2 separate regions of the Columba livia genome follow, and region 1 is linked to region 2. The links are chromatin contacts, called in public Hi-C maps. All regions are on one chromosome and are shown on one strand. Each heading gives the region's core, a stretch centred on a gene start, on an enhancer-like site or on the middle of the called end of the contact. The rest is flanking DNA. Distances are from core to core; before and after follow the strand shown.

Region 1 (4,497 bases), core at 994-3,493, 220 kb after region 2:
GGAAATGGAGAACAAAACACTTATCTCTTTGATATTTGAGGGAAAAAAATAGCAACATAGGTGTTAACAATTCAAATGTCCTAAGAGATTAAAAAAGCAGAAAGCAAATTAAAACCACTCAGTATTATTATTTAAAATGTAATGATTTGGAGGAAAAGGGGAACCTGCATCAGAATTCTGAGGTATGTGGCCTTGGTAATACAACCAAATTGTTTCCAAGTCCTATGCATCCACCAAGATAAAGGTAAAAACAGATATGATGCTGACTGGAACCAGCCAGAGGAAGGGCAGTGAAATGAACCTAGAATTTGGAAAAACAGTGTAAAAAGGGAAAACGAAGAGTGGACAAGAAAAAGCATTAATTACCAAAGATTGCTGTGCCCATTATATGGTAGGAACAGAGGGAGGTGAGGGAGAAAAGAATAAGGGAGACACTGACAGGTGTTAGTGAAAAATGAAGAAAATTCACCTGTAAAAAAAAAAAATTCGCTCCTAACTCAAATCACTCCATATGGATGAAATCTGCACGCAGCCCTGGGGACTTTAATGGGCCTAAGAATAACTTACCTGTTATTGCATATATTTATGGCAGGCCAGGGTGTTCACTGGAACGTGCCTGTTGCCGGCTCCGTGAGAACTCTGGGCAGGCTGAGGGACTGGCTGACTGCCAGCGAGGTGAAGAGCCGTGCAGTTCAGACTGTCAATGCTTTCGGTTTGAAGATGTATAATGTTTTAAAACAGATACATATTTTTACTGTTATCCCAAATCTGTGTCAGATACATAAGCTCCACATAAACTAAAGGGGTATGAAACCACTCTCAGTTGTGGAAAACCTAAGTGCAACCAAAATTGATCCTTCTCCTAATATTAAACAAACTTAACAAGCAGCTGAGCGTACAATGTGCAAAGGATTCAATTAATCAGAGAAATTTCCATTTAAAATAAACTCCAGCTGGAACAAGAGTACAGTGAAAAGAAACTCAACAGCTTAGCACACAAAGGACAGGCACAGCCTTTGAGAGAAGCCTGTTACACAGAGCTCTGATGCTCCGCTAGTGATGAACACAGCCAAACACACAGTTTATCCGTTTTCCTAGACTGACTTTACGTTGGCAAAAGACAGCTGGCCATGCTTTGATAGGCAGCTGTCTGGGGCTCTGAAGAATTTTACATGTAACTTACTTCTGTGTGCAAAGTGGCTCAAAATAAAGACTACAGGCATAAGGGAGGTGTATCACTTGTCACCAACATTGCACAGAACATTCAAGGAAAATAATGTGATGGCCAACCTGGATTTGGAATCTGCAGAATATTCCATTTTTCCCAATGATATACAGTGGAGAAATTAACTTATTTTGCCTTGCATCTCCTTCATTGCTGTCTTACCCTTCACTTCTTCTGTACGCAAGATCATCACAGATGGCACAAAGCAACAAGGAAGGTAAACCTTTGCTGCCAATACTCCCTGTGTCTGTGCCCGAGATTCTTCTGAAGCAGCAGCAGCAGAGTTTTTACCGTGACTCCAGTTTGTGCCTCTGGCCCCACAGATGATGAGCAAGTGCTACAGAGCTACAAAAATCTTAATTTCACTTGACCGTTGCCTGATAAAGCAATGGGAACAACAGAGGCACGGCAACAGTTTGTGTGCTGACTGAAAAAACATTTTCACTTGTCTACAGAATTCTCGTTTACTGTCTTGCTAGGTTCTTTTAATTTTAAACAAAAAGACACCTAGAAAATACAAATTTCCCACACCCGTAGTAAATAATGTGAAAATGTTTGTAATTTTCCTTTATTCATCCTTCTGATCCATAAACTGGGCAGAGGTCGGGCGCAACTCCGAAAGAACCATTCTTTGGCCATCTCCTCTGGTTTCCCTGTTTACTCCTCCACTCTTCTCCCTTACCTTTTTATTTCAGTCAGGATTTGCACACTCTCATAGCCTTCCCATTACTGAAGGACGTAGATACACATTTAAATGCCTTTTTTAAGCCGGTGGCTTGGCTAGCTACAGGATCTGTAAGAACATAAGTCACAGGTGTAAAGCCAGACATTTTCAAGCAATTAGTGTAAAACTGCCTTTCACCGGCATCGTAAGTGTCCCACGTCCAGCTGTGAAGCCGCAGCCATTAAGCTCTAGGGGAAGCTGAGGGTGTTTCACCAGCTCCCTCCTGTCACCGGGCCCCACACAGCCCGTCCCGCAGCGCCCAGGCACTTAACAGCACCCGGCAGGACGGGCCCGCGGCCGAGCGGAGCCGCCCTTTCCTCGCTGAGGGAGAAGCCCACACCTGACACCGCCGCCCAGCTCCGGGAGCCACGGCTCCTCCCAGGCGCTGCCGCTGCCTGCGGCTAGCCCGCCTGCCCCCGGGGCCCCAGGGACCCGCCACACCGCTCACACCCGCCCCACTATGGCGGCGCAGCCACCGCCTCACCGGCCGCCTCACTGCCGGAGAGAAGCGGCGACGAGAACCGCCTTCCTATTGGCCCTCCTTCTTCTCACCATTCTCTCCCATTGGAGAAGAGTGGCCAGTAGGCGGAGACACCCATCGAGCGACAGCCGCTGTGGCGAATCGGTGGGCGTGCTCGTTTCCCCCGGCCAGCATTGGGGCCAGAGCGTGCCGGAGCCAATGGGCACGGAGAGGAGCCTGTGCCGAGCCGGGAGCAGGTAAACACCGGCGGCCGCGCAGCGTGTCCCGGCCCGGGCTCCGTCCGTGCCCCTGCCGGGCTGCGGGCTCTGGCTGCCCTCCGGACGGGACGGGGCCTGACCGGCGGGGTCTCGGGGCGCCGCGCTGTTGGAGCCGTGTGAAGCCCTTCCGCTGCACGCTGGGGCCCGGGACGGAGGTGGGGGAGGAAGGAGGTCCGGCAGCCTTGCGGGCTCGTTCCGGTGAAAGTTTACATCGATAAATATATATATATATATATATATATATATAGACATATAGCTAGCTAGACATAGATATGCCAATATACAAATATATTTCTATATAGGTGCATATTACGTGTATATATAACATATGTTTTATATGTGTATGTATAGGTAAAATACCCGTATATGTGTTTCTCCTGGGCAGTGGTTCCTGCCCGCAGCCCAGGATTTCATCTGGAAACGCTGCCGGCGATTCCGTGGAACCCCGACTTTTAAGGCTGGGGCAGCTGGGGAGAACGCGTGCATGGGCACAAGGTCTCCTCTGGCCTCCTGCAAAGTCTCTGGCAGGCAGGATTATTGGGTTTTTTGTCCTTTTTTTTTCTTTAGTGCCTGTTGTCTCTCTCTGCCAGCTGCTGTGCATGTGGCCGGGCTGGGTGTGCGCTTGGACAGACAGGGAAGGTGACCTAGCCCCGGTGTGTACACCTGTGTCCTGCTGGGAGCGGGGACAGCGGGGCTCCATGGCTCCGCATGCCCCTGGCTGGCTGCCCCAGGTGCTCGGGTAGGAGATGGGAACCCAGCCCTACACAGGTGTCCTTGGGTGTCCCTGGTGTGTCACCTCCAGCCCCTGCTGGTGCAGATGCTCCTGGCAGTGTTAGCACCACTGCAAGTGGTCCTGTGCGTGGGGTCTGACCCTAGCTTTGAGGTTTCCCTGGTGTAAGTAGATCTGCAGGGCTGTGGTGCCTTTATGCTGTGATAAGGAGTTGGCTGCTAGAGTATTTGATAAGGAGTTGGCTGCTAGAGTAGTTGGGCTCAATGCTGGCAAAATAATCCTTCTGATGCCTTTTTTTTTTTTGGGGGGTGGGATTTCAGCTCTGCCAGCAAAATAACCCTTTGGGGCTCTGTGTTGTGCCTTTCTTGTGGGACAGAAGAAAGCAGTGCTAGTTCAGCTGTGTTGGTGTGCCCTAAAATGGAGAAAGAGGACTACAGAACTCTACAAATTCCTGTAGTATCTTGTCTTTCATTATTTTTGTGTTCTGGGGCTGAAAGCGAATGGCATTTGCAAATTCCTTTTTGACTGCTGAGATGGTGTGTTCCAAGTCCTCTTGTCATTTTAGCAGCATGCACGTTTTGGCTTTATTGGCAAGAACCGGGAAATCTTTTTGGCTCCATCACTTAGAATTTCCTAAAGTTTTTTCTTTGTCTCTGTATTTACCAACAGCAGTGATTGTTACAGCTGAAACTTAGGAGAACATCAGGCTGTCAGTGTCAGCCCAAAGCTTTTTCTTGGTCTAAATATAGAAAAGGAAGACAGATTGTCTTCATCTAATTGCCATCTAAGAGAACAGTATGTATGCGCGGGAATTCTAACTCTTAAGTGGATTATTAAGTATTCTGCCAGCCTATAGCAGCTGTTCTATACTGTATATTTTACTGGTATTATTTGTGATGGATGAAATGCAAAGCAAAGGATTTAGCTTTGTTTGTAGCACAGTGGTGTTGCAGCATGAAATTAAAAGGCAAACCAAGGCTAGGTCCTAATGTTAGTGTGAAATGGCCCAGTTTTATAAAAATCCATTAATCTGCTGAGGAAAGAGGTCACTTGCACGAAGGTCATCTGGACATCTGCTCT
Region 2 (4,571 bases), core at 632-3,131:
CCACCAGAATATCACTGAATAAACGCAACCCTACAGAACCACACACACCCATTCTCCCCGGCTCCCTGAGCCAATGCACACTGCAGTCCCTCAGGGCCCAGCCTGAGGAAGGCAAAACTGCCTTGCATCAGCTTAAACTGCTGGAGAAATACAAGACAGGCAGGGATAACAAACGTGAGGGAACCGGAGAAGCAGCAGCCGGAGCAGGGGAGGAGGAGCAGAGCAGACACCGATGGAGGGCAGCAGAAGAAACAAAAGGAGAAGGCAGCCGGAACACGTGCGAGCAAACGCTGCAGCTTGGCACTGCAGGGCCGAACAGCCCTCCCGGGGGACGGAGGCTCTGGGGAACAACAGCAAAAGCGGTATTTCCCCTCCGGGGAACCAGCTCCTGCCTCCAGCCCCGCCAGCCGGGCACTCCCGCGGGGAGCCAAGCCCCGCCAGCCCCGGCCCTTCCTCGGCAGCTCCAAGGGCAGCCTCTCCCGGGGCACAAGCGGCTCTCGGCCGCACAGACCGCTCCGTTCTCCAGAAATGGCTCCTCAGGCGGCTGGCAGCCTCAGCGCCCAACCGCAGCGCTCAGCTCTCGCGTTCGCAGCCCGCGTCCTTGCTACCCTTCCACAAATGCACCTACGCGCGTTCGCCTGTCTTTCACAAGGCACACACACCACCTTCAGCCCGCCGTCCCTCTGCACCACCTGAACGCTGGAGGTACCTTTTCACCCCCCTAGGTAGAACCAGCCCAAGACCCGCCGCCTGGGACGGCAGCTCTTCGCCCTTCCCGAGCGACCTGCTGAGAGCGGCGTTTGCCGATTCCCTCCCCATCTTCCCACAACAGCGTGCGATTTCACGCCAGACAAAACGGCTGCACGGGGCTGTGCACAAATCCCAGCCCTCCGACCCCAGACGGAGCCCTTCCCTTCATTTTGCAAGGAAACGAGCAAGTCGCTTTCCCCAAAAGGCAAATAACTTGAGGACTGCTGACAGCAAAACATGCCTTCGCGTTCAGTCTGCTAATTGCAGTTCGGCTCTCTGTTTCATGTCTGCAATGTGCCAGCCAGCTCTGTAAAAACACCTCTCTGCGGCTGGCAGCCCAAGCCTGCCCGCCAACCCTGCAGCTCTCCGTGCTGGGAGGGGAAAAACATGGGGCTGTTCACGGTCTCTAACGCGTTTCGGGTCTCAGTTTTTCCTGTCTCGTATGCAAAGCGCGCACAGAACGGAGATGTCCCTGACCCGCTACAGCACACCCCGAGTGACAGACGCTCCCCCGGGCACAGAAAAGCCACGGCGCTCGCCTCCCTCCTACGCCCGCCTCCCACTCCGGACAACAAAGAGCCTCTGTGCGCGGCCCCGAGCCGACCCCTCCGCTAAGGCACTTAACGGGGAACTCTGCACCGCGTCACCTCCAGACGCCTCCACAGCCCAGGCCACCGAGCAGCTCCCAGGGGCCGCCCCGGGGCGACGGGCAGGGCTGCTGCGGGGAGCGGCGGGCGAAGGCGCCGCTACTAAAAATAGGCTGCGCTCGCCTCCGCGGCGAGGGAGACAGGCCCGGCCGAGCGGCCCCGGACGGCTGTGGGCGCGGACCCCCGAGCTGGCCCTGCCGCCGATGTGGAGCCCCGCGGTCAGCCCGCCCCCCTGCCGGCCCGGGCCCCGCCACGCGGTACCTGCACCATGAGCGCCAGGCGCAGCGAGTCCTTGGCGATGCTCTCGCCGCACTTCTTGCAGGACGCGCGGCCGCTCTTGGCGTACTCCGCCCGGTACAGCTTCTCCGCCGGCTCCGCCATCGCCGCCGCCGCGGAGCCACCCCGTGCCCCGCGCCCGCCGCCCCGCGCTTTCCCCCGCCCGCGGGACAGCTAGCCGAGCGCCGAGCTCCCAACCCCGCCTCAGCAAGCCGGCCGGATCTGCCGCTCGGGCATCGATTCGGAGCGCCTGCCGGCGCCTGGAACGTTCCGGTGCGCTGCGGTGTATCAATGGGGGGTGGGGAGCGGCGGCGCGTCACGTGGCGCCGGGGTCGCGCTGCCCCTGGGGCGAGGACGGGGTGGAGCCCCATGGCCCCGTCGCACACGGTGCCGCGGCCCGGAGCAGCCGAGGCGGGCACCGGAGCAAGGCTGTCCCCTTCCCCAAAAGAGCCCTCCGGAGACGCGAACAAGGCAGAAGAAAAGGGGCTGCAGAACGGCGACCGGCTCCTCCCGGTGCCGCTTCATCACCCGCCCCCTCGGTCTGAGCTCTCCAGGAGCGGCTGGAGCCGAGGAAGGGGCCGTTAATTAACACCGAGCGAGGCCGCTCCGGGCTCCGCCAGCGCTTCTCGGCCCGCGGCTTTGCGCGGCGTGCGGAGCCCCAGCGGGGGCGAGCAAACATCCCCCCGCTGCGGAAAGGCAGCGCCCAGCAGCCTACCCGGCGCGCCGGGGAGTACGCAGGCGAGTCTCCGGAGAGCCTGCCCGCAGGGACCACCCCGCTGGGGAGCCCCGGGGGTGCAGAGAAACGGCGTGTTTTGTGTGCACACGCGTTGGTGCCGCTGCCTGGCGTAGCTGCTCCAGCCGCGGTAGAGCCCGCCGCAGAAAGCGGTCTGCCTGTGTCCGCAGCCGTCCCGCACACATGTACGGTCTCACTCCCAGCCAGGAGTTTGCTCCCATCCCTGGGGATAACAGTATGTACGGGTGCTGAAGAAAGGAACAAAAAAGCACTTTGATTAGTTAAATCTTGAAATCTTGGCTTTTTTGGTTTTATAGGAGGTAATACCCTCAAGTAGCAGCGGATGGCATTGGTTCTGTAGCTTCGCTGGAGTAAGGAAGAGGAGGGCACTGAAGTTATTGCAAACGCTTCATAAGAGTTTGTCATGACTTTTATTGTGATTCTGGAGTTAGGGTTTAAGTAAAGCAGGATGCTCAGTCCCAGGTGAGCTTCAGACGCCTCGCAGGTATCAGTCGGAGTTGCACAACAGCATCTCAGCAAGCCTGTATGGCCTGAAATGTTAACGCACCTCTAATTTGCACTTTCTGCCTCCCAGTTTGTCACACACTTGCTACAAAAGTACGTGGTGTTTGTCTTCCAAGAGCCTACAGACTAGCAGTGTGCCAGGGACGAAAGGATGTACCCTGAACACATCCCTACTGATTTGGGGAAGGAGGGTAAAAAAAATCTCTGTAAAGCACTAGATGGTGCTGCATCCACACCATCAGATGCAGATGCTTCAAATGCAGAGTCTTCTGCTGTTTCTGATTACTTATTACAGAAGTTCTTGAACCGGATGCCAGCAGTTCAGAGGCAGATCAACACATTTAGTCTCACACAAGAGAAAAGTGAGAGGTCCAGGAGAGCTTACCTAGATGATGTGACCAGGAGCCAGAGGTGGTTCCCTCCCCACGCTGCCCAGCATCTCTGCCAGGGCTTTCCCCATTTTGAAGGTGACTGGCAATGAGGTGGGGAGTTGCATTCACCCATTTCAACAAACCTACCACCAGCCTGCTCCATCAGGTTTTTTGGGAGAAAAGTGAATTATACACAAATAATGTTTGACTCGCAAGAGTTGTCCTGAGTCAAGTCAATGGACTGTTTAACTTGGATCCTGCCTCTCCCAGTGACCATCTGCCAGGAGCTGACATAAGAAAGGCCAAGCGAACAGTACTTGTTCTCCCAAATATTTCCCAGCATCTCGAGATTTGTGGCTCAGGGATTTCCTGCCTGCCATCATCCTGGGGATAATTTTTCTTCCAAGAATATATCCAGTTCCTCTGAAAATACTCATTTGTTTATATGGTATTTATTTATAGGGCTTGAGCAAAAGAGAAATGGCTTCTTGTTAGTGTTTCCTCCAGCTGGGGCCATTTTCACTTCTAAGGAAAAGCAGCCCTATCTAACTACCAAAGTGCAGCTCCACAACCTGCAGCCTAGAGACCAGCTGGGGATCTGTACAATATCATGAATTAGTCTACGGAACAATACACAGACATTCACCAGCATGCAAGCATGCAAACAAGCAAAGAAAGTCACAGTAACAAGTCACTGTTCGAAGTTTAGCCTAATTTTTTGTTTGTTTGTGAATGCAAACCACTAAATTAATACTACCCAAAATGGGGTTTAGTGGATTTTCTTTTTTAAAAGGGGTAAGTGGTTCTTCTGTATGAATGAGCCTGAACACACTGCTTGAAAGGATCAAGCTGAAAGCTCTGGGCATTTTACCTTTTTGACCCTACCTTGAGAATGCATGCAGGAGTTTGGATGGTTATAACCAGTGTAAGTCTTGCTTTGAAACAGGAATGTCTACACTAAGAACTACGTTGTTATGGTTCTTTTTACTACGATGTAATTTCCTCTGTAGGCAAACTGCCGACAGTTTTGTGGTGTTAGAGTTGCCAAATCACGTTAATCCCTTTCATAAATCTGTTGATCTCAACAGATCTCAACCTGCCTTGCTCTGTGCCTCTGTTGCCTGAGTGTGACACATGGATCACGACATGTCCCTTCCCCTGTCCCAGGGCAGTGGGAATCCGGTGAGTTAGTGCTCAGCCAGGGCCCTCACTAATACAAACAGCACCGCGGACATACAAATTTTGTTACAAACCAGAGAATGCTCTGGC

Evidence for each region. A called contact is a pair of places that touch in the nucleus more often than the background predicts.
Region 1: a contact with region 2 is called in a Hi-C map of crop, with 3 times the contacts expected there. The contact joins the enhancer-like site here to the promoter of PARP1 in region 2. A contact is called at or near these places in 2 of 2 Hi-C or Micro-C datasets (crop and liver).

What each region holds. Positions count from the first base shown.
Region 1 is chr3:102,945,583-102,950,079 of bColLiv1.pat.W.v2, forward strand. LOC110362526 (a long non-coding RNA gene) reads right to left here. Exons shown (of 4, transcript XR_010471655.1): 3 at 2,502-4,497; 4 at 1,767-2,018. Among named protein-coding and RNA genes, the nearest start is that of PSEN2, 5.9 kb to the right of the region's middle. Within about 2 kb of position 2,244, at least 3 of the 3 cell types and tissues checked have an H3K27ac peak away from gene starts, as active enhancers do.
Region 2 is chr3:102,727,775-102,732,345 of bColLiv1.pat.W.v2, forward strand. It overlaps PARP1 (poly(ADP-ribose) polymerase 1), which reads right to left and starts at 1,882. Exons shown (of 23, transcript XM_065058613.1): 1 at 1,659-1,882. The coding sequence starts at 1,778.